Regions from separate parts of the Bos taurus genome. Here region 2 is linked to region 1. Evidence: chromatin contacts called from public Hi-C data. All regions are on one chromosome and are shown on one strand. The core of a region is the stretch at or near the end of the contact, and the rest is flanking DNA. Distances in the headings are between cores, read along the strand shown. Region 1 overlaps CHD2 (chromodomain helicase DNA binding protein 2). Region 2 has its middle 58 kb from the start of CHD2.

Region 1 (7,410 bases), core at 2,560-5,059:
GGTGATACCCAAGAAACATACATCCCAGATTTCTGCAGCAGATGATGATGATGCAAGTCTTCTTGGGCATTTGATGATTGTCGCCAAGAAATGTGCTGCTGATCTGGGCCTGAAGAAGGGCTATCAAAATGGTGGTGAATGAAGGTTCAGATGGGGGCCAGTCTGTCTTATCAGGTTCTTCTCCATGTTCTTGGAGGTCGGCAGATGAACTGGCCTCCTGGTTAAGTGTGCTATAGGGATAATTTTGCCTTCTCTATGCAGTGATCAGGTTTGCAAGTTCCAATATGCTAAACAATTTTTTTTTTTTGGCCTGTGTATGGAGATATTGCAAAAATAATTTTAAAAACCCATACATAATAAAAGATATTGCTGCATAGCCTGAAAATAAAATAAAAGTAGTTGAATAATTCTTGATGACGCAGGTAGTGTTTGAAACCAGGTACATCTGTCTGAATCCACTAAGTCTTATTTGTTCATTATTCAGCCCCTCCCTCCTTAAGACAAAGACAAAATCAAAACAAAAGGAACAAACAAAAAAGCAAACAACACAGAACAAAACAAAACCAAGGCAGAGTCACTCAAACAGTAAAAATGCAATCGTTCCAACTATCCAATCAATGGCTCTCAAAAACAGGTGCAAATTAAAAACATATACACAGTAACCCCAACAGATCTCCTGCCCTGAAATTTCCTGCAGGTGAGTCCCAGACCTGGTAGACTTAAAAGAAAAGGATAAACAAAGAGTCTAGTCCAATAAAGACTGCCACTGGACTCCCACACAACCCCAACTTCATCATTCCAAGCCCCCCCCAGGAAAGCGCAACACGTGAACGACAGCAGAAGTCACACCAAAAAATAAAACAGAAGGCATGTTCTTCAATGTTAAAAAGAGAGCCAGGGGCATGGTGGCAGGAATGAGGACACTATAGAGAAGAGACCTAAATGTGATGGACTCTACAGGAAAAAAAAAAGGTGGAGAGCTCCCCCAGCTCTTCTGCTTAGAAACCCTCTATTCATTTAGGAGAGGCAGGGCAGAGAAGGAAGCAGGCAACAACCCAGAACCTAAAGCAGTGCCAACACAAAGGACCTCAGGTGTAGCGACCAGAAGACAAAGACACGCGGCAGGAAAATCAGAAAGGGTGTTTTAACAAGAGCGAGGCTGTTTATCTACCACCACTCTCTTCCAAACCAGAAACGAAGTGCTACCATTTGACAGATGTGTCCAGAGAATGAACAGGACAGTACACAGGGATGGGGCATTGACCCAAATATCCCGTGTGACCCACAGCAAGCAAAATACAGTCAGAGGGACTTCAGTTGACACGAGGAAGCAATGAGAACACAGGGAGTGGGCGAGTGTCTACCTTGGGAAAGGGAGCAGAAGGGGAAAGCGACTTATCATTTGTCTGATCATGTAATAGATGCCGAGTACCTTACATGTCTGTTTAACTTATATATCCACCAGCACAACACTTTTACCACCCTCGTGCGGAGGGTGAGAGTGCTGGGGGGGAGTGAGGCAGAAATTCCACCTGAAGTGTGGCTCTAAAAAGCTCATGTTTTATTTCACCACAGGAGTTCAAAGTCCTAGAGACTCAGCCAATCAACCTGAACCCTGTAAAATGGTGACTCAGTACCTTCAAGGCCCCACCGCACTGACTGACTCCTGGGTCCTTGGCACAGTCAAGTTAACTAGTCCAGGTGACTAACCATCTCAACTCACTTCTTCTCCACCTGTGACCACTCAGAAGGTGCTCAGCAAGCGAGAAGGAACACAAGGAAGTGACCAGTTAGAAAGTGCAGGCTCTGGCCCTCCTGGTGTGGGTCTCCACCATAGATCATCTCAGGCCTGCGCCCTCTTGCAACCCATGCCATTAGTCACTGCCAACATGCATGATAGAGACAATTTGATACCAGTTCCCACATCAGGGTACACCTGTGTCCATGAATACCTCCTTCTCTTTGAATGGCTTCACAGGATGAACACATATTTAAACTGCTCCCTTATTAAAGGGACATTTACATAATTTTTAAACTGTTCTCTTAACTAATAAGCTACAAATATCATTGATATACTTCCATATCTCTGTATTCCTGAGCAAAATATTTAGATTTTAAAACTGTGCACTTTAACAAAACTGTTTTTGTATATATGCCTCATGTGCAGCTCTATATTTGTGTTTGTGTAGGAAAGTGACCTCTGGAAATGTGAGCAGGCATACAACACCTTTTAGGTAAAACATAGCTACGTGCATAAAATCATTTTAATCACCAAACTGCTAACACTGGTTTACTCTATGGGGTGGGTTATTTGAAGTACCTTGAGAATTTCATGAATTACTTACTTGTGCAATTTAAAAATAAAAATAGTAACTCTAAAAGTCAAATCCAAGAGAAAACATCAAATTTACAACCGTATTTACTTATGGGGGTTAAGGGAGGCAGATGTATTCTCCAGGAGTTGCCATGCCCTCCTCCAGGGGTTCTTCCCAACCCAGGGACTGAAACCAGGTCTCCCGAATTGCAGGCGGATTCTTTACCAGCTGAGCCACCAGGGACACCCAAGAATACCCGAGTCGGTAGCCTATGCCTTCTCCAGGGGCACTTCCTGACCCAGGAATCAAACGGGGGTCTCCTGTATTGCAGGCAGATTCCTTACCAGTTGAGCTACACAGGAAGCCCTCAAAAACAGTTAACTCTGAAAGTCAAACCCAAGACATAACATGAATTTTCAACTGTATTTACTTCTGGGGGTAAAGGGAGGCAGATGTAATCAGAAAATGATATGGACAGGTTTTAGGACTGAGGCTGAGTGGTTGAGTTCATAGCCGTTCGCTATGTATCAATCTTTTTAGTCTTTCAAATTGTTCATAATAAATTCAACCGAGAGTCAAATTCAAGGCAAGGGGTGTAAAAATCCCCAATCCTACACAAAATGAACTTAAAGATATGAATGAGAGTAAGACCAAGGGTTTTGTTTTTTTTTAAATCATTTCTGAAACAAGTCAGATTTAAGCGACCTAAAATAATATTGGGGGGGGGGTAAAATAAGCCTTAATAAAGATATAACAATTAATTTGCATACTACTTCTAGGAGGACAAGTTCCTAAATATAAAATTAGAAAAAGAATATTTAGGAAAAAACTATAAATATCTCCACATTTAAGATACTGATGACCTAATTATTAATTCCAAAGACATGAAATTTCCTGAAATATTATGAAGATTCACTGTTAATGCCTAATGATAATACAAAATACTATCAATATTAAACTGTAGGCTGAGATGCTTAGAGTAGGAGATATGTAAAGTCCACAAGACTAGAAAAAAGGACAAATCAAGTTAGAGGGTAAGTAGTCTTTTAACTAAGCTTTCACCTAAATTAAAGTCATAAAATTACCTGATTTCCAATGGCATTAATAGCTAGCTATAAGGCAATGAAAAATGGAACTTGAGAATGATTATCCACCATACATACAGAATTCTCATGAAAAATAAGTTTACCTAAAAATTACACAAAACCTAAGTTGCAGACAAGTTCTGTAATTTTTGATTGAACAACCACAACAATGGAAACACAATGCATAAATACATACAGGGGACTGAAGTCAAAACTGGGAACTGTTGGACTCCAATAGAAAAAACTTATTTAAAAAAGCTTAACACTTCCTGTCATTCACTGCTAAAAAAGATTTGATAACTCTTGAAAATCCCTTTCAAGCTGGCAAAAACACAGAGATTCAGTGTGTCTTTACAACTCGACTGTGAAAGCAAGCTGTTCCCTTTTCAATCACCACTTTAGCAATGACCACACGAGGGCAGCACAGCAACACTTGACTGAAGAGCAAGCCTGCGCGTCTCTGCCCACGAACTTACCATTTCAGCACTTGCTGGGTTGTTTTTCCTAAACTTACAAAATGGCCGAGTTGCTTGGCAGAGCTTGTTTTTCTGGTTGGTGGTGGTGAAAGGAAAATCTAGTAAAAACACAAAGCAATCTACACTGGAATTCCATAAAGCTTACTTCCAGACTATGTACTATCAATAATAAAATAACTAGCAATTTACAGAGCACTTCTGCGTCACGTTAACATTCTCCTCTAATCCGCACCCTCATTTTACAGAAGAGTTCTCGCCCAAGAATGTGTCTATGTCAACCCCATCCCCAGTCTCAATTATGAAATCCACAGTATTAACCTCTAAGTGGTATTTCTGTCCCTGTCATAATCAGTTAAAGAGATTATTAAACCACCCAGCAAGAGACCAAGGCCAGAACCATTTCAAAGGTGTGCAGGACAAGTCCTTCTCAATCACTCCTTTGTGTCATAAGAGGATAGAAAGGCAGGGATCATTAAGTCACAAGTTTCTTATTCGTAATAAAAAACACTAGATATAGTTCCTCTAACAAGTTGAATCCTATCTTTAAGACCTCCTCCACCTCTGGTTCAAGTCCCATGATTCTGAAGAATAAGCTACATTTTAAGTCAGGTTCAAAGACAAGAGACAGAAATTTCAATGTACACACAACAAAGCATTTACACATACAAGGTAGGAAGAATTACGTAGCAAAGAAAATTCCAGTAAAAAACTGGGCAAAGGAAATGAACATGCAATTACAAAAAACCAAACAGCAGAAGCCAATAAACATTAAAAAAAAAAAAAAGGTAATCAGGCCTCACTAGTAACTTGGGAAGTGTAATTACAACACATTAAATTTACAGTCATCTGCTCTGCAGAAATTAAAAAGTCTGGTAACGTTAAAGGATGATGAGAAAGTAGGGAAAATAGTACTCATATATGATTACTGGAGAAGTAATCAGCAGAAGCTTTGGAAACATATTTTGTGTTATCCAGTTGAGATAAAAAATACGCGTATGAGTCATGTGATTTGATCAGTGGGTATATAACCTAAATAAATCATCATATGTGTGCAAGAGGTGGAAAAGTATAAAAATATTCAGAGATCTGCTCACAAGATTTTAGAAAAGGAATTAACTTACATGTTCATACACGAAAATGCAAAGATAAAATATGAAAGTCATCCGTTCAGTCACTCAATCATACTATGCAATTAACTACAGCAGTTAAGACTAGGGATGTGTCATCCATAAAAATATGACAATTTCAAAAAAAAAATATGACAATTTCAAGGCTATATTTTTTAACAAAATATATTGCACGAATCATAATTTTTAAAATGCAAAGTTTTTCATATGCCAAGTTCACGAGAGTGACAAGGGGAAAGGGGTAGATAGGATTTTAACTGTACCTATCTTGTTTAAACTTTAATTTCATTCTTTGAACTTTTCTGAACTTAACTTTTCAAAAAGAGCTGTGTTTCTAACACTGCAAAACTAATCAGTATTCTGACGCAGATCATCCTCAGATTCAGCAATACTTTGGGAATTTAACACTGGGAACACGAAGGATTCTCTTTTCAGATAAAGGTATTGGGTTGGCTGAAAAGTATATTCAGGTTTGGAAAAAGCCGAATGAACTTTTCAGCCAACCCAATAACCCATATGAGACAAAATGCACACCAAAATGCCATGTACAGTTTCAGAAGATAAAACGTTAAGTCCTATCAGTAACCACCTCTTGCTCCCAAGAAGTAGCCCGGGGCAGAGACGGGGGCGGGGGAGGGATCTGCCTGGAATCCTCAGCTGGGGTCAGGCAGAGGGCGCCTGCATCTCTATCATGCTGCTTCTGCTGCCCGATGACCAGGAAACACAGGAGTGGCCCTCAATGGTTTAAAAAGCGTAAAACAAACGGAATCCGGGCAAACAAATCACTAGGGAAAAAAAGTGGGTTACAACAAGAAGCCTGGGTAAGGCACAAATTAAATACCCATTTCACAAACACCTATCCCAATCCGGATCTGATAATGCCCTAAGGACTACACAAAAGGCAAGCTTTCTACCCAGGTAACATGGAAAACCAACCCTTCATGCAATGAAAGGCAGTTACAAGTAAAACTAGCCCTATAAACCACCATGGGTTTCTCTGGTGGCTCAGTGAAAGAACCCGCCTGCCAACTCCGGAGACAAGGATTCATTCCCTGGGTCAGCAAGATCCCTGGGAGAAGGAAATGGCAACCCACTCCAGCATTCTTGCCTGGGAAATGCCATGGACAGAGGAGCCTGGCAGGCTATATAGTCCATGGGGTCGCAGAGTCAGACATGACTTAGTGACTGAACAACAAAGGCATAATCCACCATATCAACTGATGTATTTACCCCTATTTAAACCCTGAGGCTGGATGAACTTGTTTAACCAGTTTCTTTCAGCCCTTTGAGTCTTTTCTTTCCTTATTAATAAACGTTCAGGCAATTTTGTCTTAGACTTTTATAAGACAGTAACTCCAGAGTTCAAAAGAGATTTAAACGTCCTGGCTGCTAACCTCAGTAGTAAATGTGGAACTTATGCCCACACTGTCACAGGAAGTGAGGCCCCTGAACCAGTCCACAGAAAAGGTGAGGGCTCCCAACTTTAAGAACAGCCAACAGTTTTCGAGGCAAAAACTGTACTGTTTTAGACCAATTTCTCACACTCGCCATCACTGTTCTGGGCCAGACAACCCCGTTGGGGAGAGGGTGGAGCAGAAAGACAAGCTCGTGTATGGTGGGATGTTTAGCAGGGTCCCTGGCTGCTACCCGCTAGATGCCAACTGCGTCCAACCCCAACCAACAACACCTCCAGACGCTGCCAAAGTTTTGCAGGGGTGCGGGGAGGTGGTGTCCTTTATTTCAAAACTAGTTTATTAAATCATTATTTAATTCTAACTTCTATCAAAGAAACAAGCTCAGAGTGTCCTGTCTGCAATTCAATAGCTAAAAAGAAACAGAACTGACCCCAAATCCTGTCCCATTAGCCCCTATTTCCCAAACCTGCCTGAGTGCAGAAATCAAGGGAGCCTGTTGTCAACACAGATTCCTGGGCACCATCCCAGATGGTGCTAGTGGTAAAGAACCTGCCTGCCAATGCAGAACACAGAGAGACACGGATTCGATCCCTGCGTTGGGAAGATCCCCTGGAGGAAGGCATGGCAACCCACTCCAGTATTCTTGCCTGGAGAATCCCATGGACAGAGGAGCCTGGCAGGCAAGTCCATAGCGTCACAAAGAGTCAGACAAGACTGAAGTGACTGAACACACATACATCCCTCAACGACTGAGTTACAACTTCCAGGCAAGCCTGGAATGTTTAACAAGCAACTCAGGTGATTCTTAGCAAGTAGATTTGGGGACTTAAATGCCTATATAAAGCTAAATTCAGAAGGAACAGACCTTTTAATCAGGCAAGAGTAAAGGAGCACTACAAGAATTTGACCCATCACCCACTTCCCTTTCTAAAGGATAACTTACCAGCCATAGTCGACCTCCATGGGAAGGTCGAATAACTGGAGTGGACTTT
Region 2 (7,410 bases), core at 1,448-3,947, 71 kb after region 1:
GCATAGTAAATGAGGTTGGTTTCTAAGTTGGGTAATAATATTTCTGATCCAAAGTAGGTGTGGCATCATCAGGAAAATGCAAATTAACATCACAGCAAGCAACAACCTCACACCCACTAGGAAGACTTTGATGATAAATGTGTGTGTGTGTGTGTTTTGTGTGTGTGTGTGTGCATGTGTGCGTGCATGCATGCTCAGTTGTGTCTGACTTTTTGTGACCCCATGCACTATACCCCACCAGGCTCCTCTGTCCAAGGAATTTCCCAGGCAAGAGTACTGGAGTGGGTTGCCATATCCTACTGTGGGGGCGGGGGGCTCTTCCCTACCCAGGGATCAGACTCACATATCTTGCATCTCTTGCATTGGCAAGCAGATTCTTTACCTCTGTGCCACCTGGAACCATCATATACTGCTGGTAGGAGTACAGAATGCTAAAATTATATTGGAAAACACTTTGGTAGTTTTTTACAAAGTTAACCATAATCTTACATGTTGGTTACCTATTACTGTGTAGCAAGTTACCCCGAAATTTAGTGGCTTGAAATAGCATTAAATTTAAAGAAAATTCTCATGGTTTCTGTGGGTCAGAGATTGAGACAGGGTGCAACTGGCACCACATGTCTGGGCACAGCAGGAAGACTGAAGGCTGGGGCAGGAGCCCCCGGGGACTGGGAGATGATGTTGGTGTTGGCTGGGGGCTTCTCTGGGGCTTCTGCTTCTGCACAACACTGTGCCTGGGTTCCCAAGGAAAGCCTCGAGAGAGAGGGCGGAAGAGAGAGCGAAAGGGAGGATCCTGAAAACAGGGGATCCTACCTTATGCATTTATTTTTATTTTTTCTACCTTATGCATTTTATACCCTTACAACAGCTTCAATCTGATAAGCAATCTTGTACTATAACAAGTGAATTTTTCAAAATGCGTGTGTTAGCCTACAGGATGGTTAATTTTATGTACCCACTTGGCTAGACTACAGTGTCCGGATACAGGGTCAGACATTATTCTGGATGGTTCTGTGAAGATAGTTTTGGGTGAGATTAACATTTAAATCGGTGAACTTTGAGTAAAGAGGATTGTCCTCTGTACTGTGAATGGGCCTCACCCAATCAGTTGAAGGCCTGAACAGAACAAAGGTGGACCTGCCCTGAAGAAGAGGGAATTCTGCCAGCTGACCGCCTTTGGACTTGAACTGCAACACTGGCTCTTCCTGGGTGTCCGGCCTGTCATTTCACCCTGCAGATTTTGGACTTGACCTCCATAATCCTGGAGAAGAAAATGGCAGCCCACTCCAGTACTCTTGCCCGGAAAATCCCATGGACAGAGGGGCCTGGTAGGCTACAGTCCATAGGGTCGCAGAGAGTCCATGAGCCAATTCCTAATCAATCAATCAGTCTCGGGTGCACGGGCAGCGGCGGCGGCGGCCCAAGATGGCAGAGCTGCAGTTGGCCCCTGCGACTGTGGGCCGCCGCGCAGCCGCTGGAGCCCGGGTCCCGGGCCGCCGGGTCAGGGGGCGGTGGTCGGCCCGCAGAGTCCGGCTGAACGGGGCAGCACCTTACTCCATGACCACCAGACAGACCCTAGGCCTGGAGCCCAGGTCTTTTCTCTGCCGCCTCTGCTGCCAGGAGGATCCGGGGCTGGACACAGACAAGGACGAGCCGGGGGCCTATCTGACTGACAGGGACCCTATTTACTTGGGTCCACTCCTAAACTACCCCCGTCAAGGGAAGCTCATCTTTAGGAAGGAGTTGGCAGAAAAGGCGGCTGGAGGAAGTGGAGTTTTACAACATTGCATCTCTCCAGCGACTGGTTTCAAGGAGGTGATATCAACAAGAAAAACTGAGCTTCCCAGGGCCCGGCGAAGCACGTGTACAGAGTCCTGCAACGCTAAGAGGAGGCGCTCAGGCAGATGGTGTCCACTATGTCCGACGGCTGGAGATTCCAACAGCTAATCAGCATGCTGCTGCTGCTGCTAAGTCGCTTCAGTCATGTCCGACTCTGTGCGACCCCATAGACGGCAGCCCACCAGGCTCCCCCGGCCCTGGGATTCTCTACGCAAGAACACTGGAGTGGGTTGCCATTTCCTTCTTCAATGCATTAAAGTGAAAAGTGAAAGTGAAGTCGCTCAGTCGTGTCCCTCTCTTCGAGACCCCATGGACTGCAGCCTACCAGGCTCCTCCCGCCTGGGATTTTCCAGGCAAGAGTACTGGAGTGGGGTGCCATTGCCTTATGGGAACGAGGATCAGGCAGAATTCCTCTGTGTTGTCTCCAGAGAACTAAATAATTCGACCAACGGCATTGTCATCCAACCTAGCGAGAAGGCGAAGGTTCTTCAGGACAGAGGATCTCGGATGTAAACTCCGGAGTCCTTGGTGATGTGAGCGCGACCCACCCGAGCACCTCTGTGACGTTCAGTCTCACTCCCGTAACCGAGCTTCTAAAAAGCCACGCCAAGCCTGGCCCCCCCAGCGGAGAAGTGTTCTGGTCAAAACCAAAGGAACCCCACCCCCAGCCACAGGAACCCGAAGACAGATGCCGCTTCCGGCTGCACAATACCTTTTAGAGAAACCTGCTTTTGTTTTCTTAGCTAGTGTTGTAACGTATCTTTACAAGAGCGGCTGGGCTGGGTTCCCAGATGGAGCTTATCTAGGGATGGGGGCGGGGAAGAGGAAGGCCTAGGTGCTTGCAGAGGCTGTACTTCTGGGAAGGCCGAGCACACGCAAGAGTGTTGTCCTGAGCTTTGCCACGTTTTCACCTGAGTGTGCCCTGTTGGACGTGGGCAGCTGCTTAGTCACACTACATTTCTCTCCCATACACGCCAGACTAATGCAACAGACGCAGAGGAATCTGGTTTAGGCTGGCTGAATTGAAGTTTTCGTGAAGGATAGAGTCACCAGAGTACCCCATATTCCTATGAATAGAGCCTCTGAGGAGGGGAGGATGGGGTGTCCCTGATTTTGTTTTGAGACTGGGGGTCACAGCTCTGGAGGCTACGGCGGCTCCCATGTTCAGCTTGCCTCCTTTGTCTCCAGCAGCTGGGCCCCCCTGATAGCTCACCTTCTCCCCAAGAAGAGGTTCAAGGCAGACGGTTCTTGCAGGGAGGCAGACACCCAGACTGGTGGGCGCTGTAGGTGTTGTATAACTGCTTCTTCAGCCTTTTCTTGCCCTCCGTTGGTCCGTCTTCCTTCCTTGACTTTTTAAACTGGGGCCCAGGATAAAGGGATCTTGGACCCTCTGATGGCTTGGGGTGGAGACAGCTGTTTTCTCTGAAAGTTGCCAAATGTGGTAGGTTGTAGTATCAAAAGTGGCCATTGTTTTTGTGGTTGTTTCTTGAAAATGCTTTAACCCAAAGTGTGATATTTGTGTTTCTTCTTGGTTTCTGACCTCGGCAGTGGTGGTGAGTGCGCACCATTCACCATAGTGTGTGTGCACTTTCCGGGCGGGCTGAGGAGTCCCTCCCCTGACCCTGACCCTCACCATTACGTCCTTCTGTGGGTGCCGAGGCATCGAGGATCCTACACTATTCCACTCAGAGGAGCCAAGCCTCAGAGCTTGTAACTGGACTTGCTCTCTGAGCTTTCGAGTCTTGGTGAGCAGTCGTGGAACACAAAGGGGCCAGAAAATGCAGGCTTTTCTCCAGCTAACTTTCCTAGTGTGGCAGGTGGTCCAGAGAAGGGGAGGTGCCCATGGGGAGTGCTTTGTCCATAAAAGACCCCGCAAGCCCATGGCTCCTTCTACGCTGAGGCTCCCTTTGCCCATCACCAGCTCAGCCGCTCACCTCATGGGTCTGGGGTCAGGGTTGTTGAAAGTGACTATGGACTCTGCCAAGTGCCCTTTGAGCCTGTGACCTGCCCCAACCCAGACAGGAACCTCACATGGCCCTCACATGTCTGTGTGTAGAGTAGGGGAGAAGTGTGTGTCCGGGGCTCCTGCTGACTCACTGTGTCTACACCTCAACGTGAATATGAACGTTGGTACCACAGACGTCTGGCCTGTGCCCAGGATTTTTACAGGTATAAAGTGTTAGAGGAACTGCTACCTACAGTAAACAGTTACCCCTGCAGAATGGTGGAGGGTTTCCATCCTGACATCTTTAGGGGGAGGGAAAAAAAAAAAAGATTTGAACATGTCAAGGAAAAGCTGCTGTCGACTGGGCAGGACAGAGGACAATGGGAGAGGAACTCTGGCCAAAGGGAATAAGCACATTCAGACTGAAAGGAGGGAAGCCTCGGCATCTGGGCCTCAAGCCCAAGCAGACCTGCTTTCCTGGGGCTCGTCTGAAAACCAGCCTCTGGTCCCAAGCCAGCAAGCAGGAGCAAGGAGGCTGGAGGGCAGCGGGGGCCCAGCCCCTCTGGATGTGCCATTTCGCTCATCGTGCTTCTCATGGGTCCACTGTGGAGTCTGTGCAAAGACCGCCGAGCCCCTCGCTGAGCCCTCTGAGGAACCAGCAGGCTGCCTTTCACCAAGATCTCTCCTCCAGGCAAGCCAGTGACCGTTTCAGTTGCTCAGTGCTCCAGGAATCTGAGAGTGAATCATTTCTTAAGGTTTCTGGGAAAGCATTTTACCCAAGCCCTTCGTGAACCAAGTTGGTGTCTTTTTCTTGAAAGCCGTCTCCCTCTGGGATAGTCCGGCTGACCACTTCAGAGAGAAGCCTGGCCATTGGCTGTGGGGGTGTCACGTGACCGGTGACCCCCACTCTTCAGCTGCCCAGGGCTGCCATGTGGGCGACACTGGCCAGGCAGGGCCCAACCTCCTCTAGAGTGACTTCGTTTCTGCAGTTTTCACTGAACTCAGGGGTGTCCGTGAGGCATGGAGGAGGAAGAGAGAGAGAGGCTGAGAGGAAGGGCTGAGAAGTCACCGACACCCTCCAGGGTGGCCTTTGAGCCAGGGCCTTAGGGACCATGCCTGTCACTTGTGGGTGCTCTTTGTTGCCGTTTGTGTCTTTGAATAAAGTCTGAAATGCTGTGACCCTTTTTTCCCCCGTCTTGTCAATATAGACATGAAACAAACAAAAATACCAGTCTCTATCTCTCTCTTCATTCACACTCACACACACGCACACACACACACACACACACACACACACACACCCCCATTGGTTCTGTTTCTCTAGAGAATCCTGACTAATACAACCTGGCTCTCTTGTATCAACCCAAAACACGAGCTTCTTGACCAGCAGTTTCCGCCCTGGATTCATAACTGCAAATGGCATTTTCATGTAAAATATTTCCTGTGCTACTTCTTAATAGTAGACGGTGTGCCCTTGATATATAACATTGACACAGTGGCTGAAAAACCTCGTAGCAAGGTGGCAGTTCACGGTGGTTTTTGGAGGAGGTTGTGAACGAGAACCAATGAACGTGGCTCATCAGTAATCTGTTGCAAAGATGCTGTGCTCATCAGCGCAGAAGTAAATCTTTCATTACTGGAAAATGTGAATCAACTCAAGGGAAACAGGGTTCTGTCAGTTTATAAAACTTAATTACGTTTTTAACTCCATACATTGTCCAGTAAAGGCATCTGAAAATACCTAACTTCCAGGGTGAATCAACAGTAAATTAATTGCAAGAAGGTACCAGCTTCCCTGGTGGCTCAGACGGTAAAGAATCTGCCTGCAATGCAGGAGATTCAGGTTGGATGCCTGAGTCAGGAAGATCTCCTGGAGAAGGAAATGGCAACCCACTCCAGCATTCTTGCCTGGAGAATCCCATGGACAGAGGAGCCCGGCAGGCCACAGCCCATGGTGCATGTAGAGTTGGATGCGACTGAGCGATGAACACACACACACAAACCACATATAATGTGCTCAGAAATTATCTGCATTTTAATTAATCTCTTAACTGTGGAGATTTTTGTGTCAGTTTGGCATCAAATTTGCTCAGCAAACCCCAGGTAATTCTAAACTTTCAGCATAAGAACATCCCCCAAAGAAGAGAAAATCGAGTGGGGAGAAAAATCAGTCCAGTGGCTTAAGTTTTTTCAGCCTTGGGGAGTTAAGAAAAACACTTCAGCATGAGGACAAAAGCTCCCTTGTTTAAGCGCTTCCCCAGCTGCACTTCAACTAAATATATCCCAGCAGAGTGTTTTCATTTCCCCACCCTCTCCTGGAGCCAGTCACATGGTGAGAAACAGCTCGAGGCTCCCGGGACTGACACTGCAGAGGCAGTGCCTTGGTTACCGCTAGGACTTCCTCCCAGCATGGCCCCCTTGCCGCCCCCTCTTCCCTGGAGGCCACGGGGTTGGGGTGTGTGTGTTGGGGGGAGGCGGGGGTTGGTGGCGGGAAGGAGCCCAGGGGGGAGAGGAGGCCTGCAGGGGTTAACTCAGTGGCTTGTCTGGAATTCATGCACCACCTGGGCTGACAGCATGAATGACTCATTGTTTCCCCTCTGAACAGTCTGAGGAGTGCTTCCTTCTCGGTGTTAATAACTGAGGCAGAGTGAAATGCTTTTTCCCCCCACCCTTTCCCCCTAACCCGTTTTCTAAAACTGAGCGTAGAACTGGAAATGTGCAGCAACGGTAGCCAAGGTTACTGCTTAGAGTTTGTCTTCCAGGGACAAAAGATGTAAATTTACTGTCCACAAACAGAAAGGGGCCCAGAGCCAGGGGTCCTCTGATTTACAGCTTGTGTGACAGACAGTCTTACAAAATGAAGCAAACTTAGTTTAAACCTCTAGCTTGCCTAAGCCTGTGGCCTGTGTGCTAGATTTTACATTACCCATGATTTGTATATATGGAAATTTTCACCGATCTTTCCTGTGGCTAAACTTAAGACTTGTAGTCTTCCATTCCTGGTTCTAGAAAAGGGTAGAATTCATCACGCCTCACCTCACTTTTTCATGTACGCAACCGCTCCTTGGTATCTGTGAGTTTTACTCTTCTTGGGAAACTGGGTCAGTAGATTTTCCTGGGCTGCGGGATCTTCTGCCTTCATGAGACATCTCAGTCCAAAAGCTTGAGAGACAGATCACACATTTAAGGCGAAAAGAAACATAGGTTCGATCCCTGGGTTGGGAAGATGCCCTGAAGAAACAAATGGCAACACATTTAAGTATTCTTGCCTGGGAAATCCCATGGACAGAGGAGCCTGGTGGGCTGCAGTCCGTGGGGTCGCAGAGTCAGACACGACAGAGCACATACGCATCACGCGGCCCTGCCAGTGTGTCATAGGTAACAGATTTTGAACTCTTTGGCCTCCTTCTTCTACTTAGCTACATTCTTGGGTGTTTAAAGGAAACTATTCAAAAACACGTGAGGAAAAAAAAAGAAACAAATGTAGAAAGGACAGGAGAAAAGTCCTGTGTAGACCCACGACTGGGTTCTGACTAGAACTGGGAGGTGAGCATGCAGCAGAGTGTTTTCCTCATCAAATAAAGTAACAATCCTGAATAGATTTAAAGTCATGGACCAAAGTATTT

What was found. A called contact is a pair of places that touch in the nucleus more often than the background predicts.
Region 2: a Hi-C map of liver shows a contact between it and region 1, with 2.1 times the contacts expected there. The contact joins two enhancer-like sites. A contact is called at or near these places in 2 of 11 Hi-C or Micro-C datasets (liver and skeletal muscle).

Annotation. Positions count from the first base shown.
Region 1 is chr21:14,137,537-14,144,946 of ARS-UCD2.0, forward strand. The region is part of intron 2 of CHD2 (chromodomain helicase DNA binding protein 2); the gene reads right to left. It also overlaps the pseudogene LOC101902856. Among named protein-coding and RNA genes, the nearest start is that of CHD2, 15 kb to the right of the region's middle. Within about 2 kb of position 3,810, at least 19 of the 102 cell types and tissues checked have an H3K27ac peak or open chromatin away from gene starts, as enhancers often do. A contact at or near this core is called in liver, where this site is marked.
Region 2 is chr21:14,209,779-14,217,188 of ARS-UCD2.0, forward strand. It overlaps the pseudogene LOC100138175. Among named protein-coding and RNA genes, the nearest start is that of CHD2, 58 kb to the left of the region's middle. Within about 2 kb of position 2,698, at least 44 of the 102 cell types and tissues checked have an H3K27ac peak or open chromatin away from gene starts, as enhancers often do. A contact at or near this core is called in liver, where this site is marked.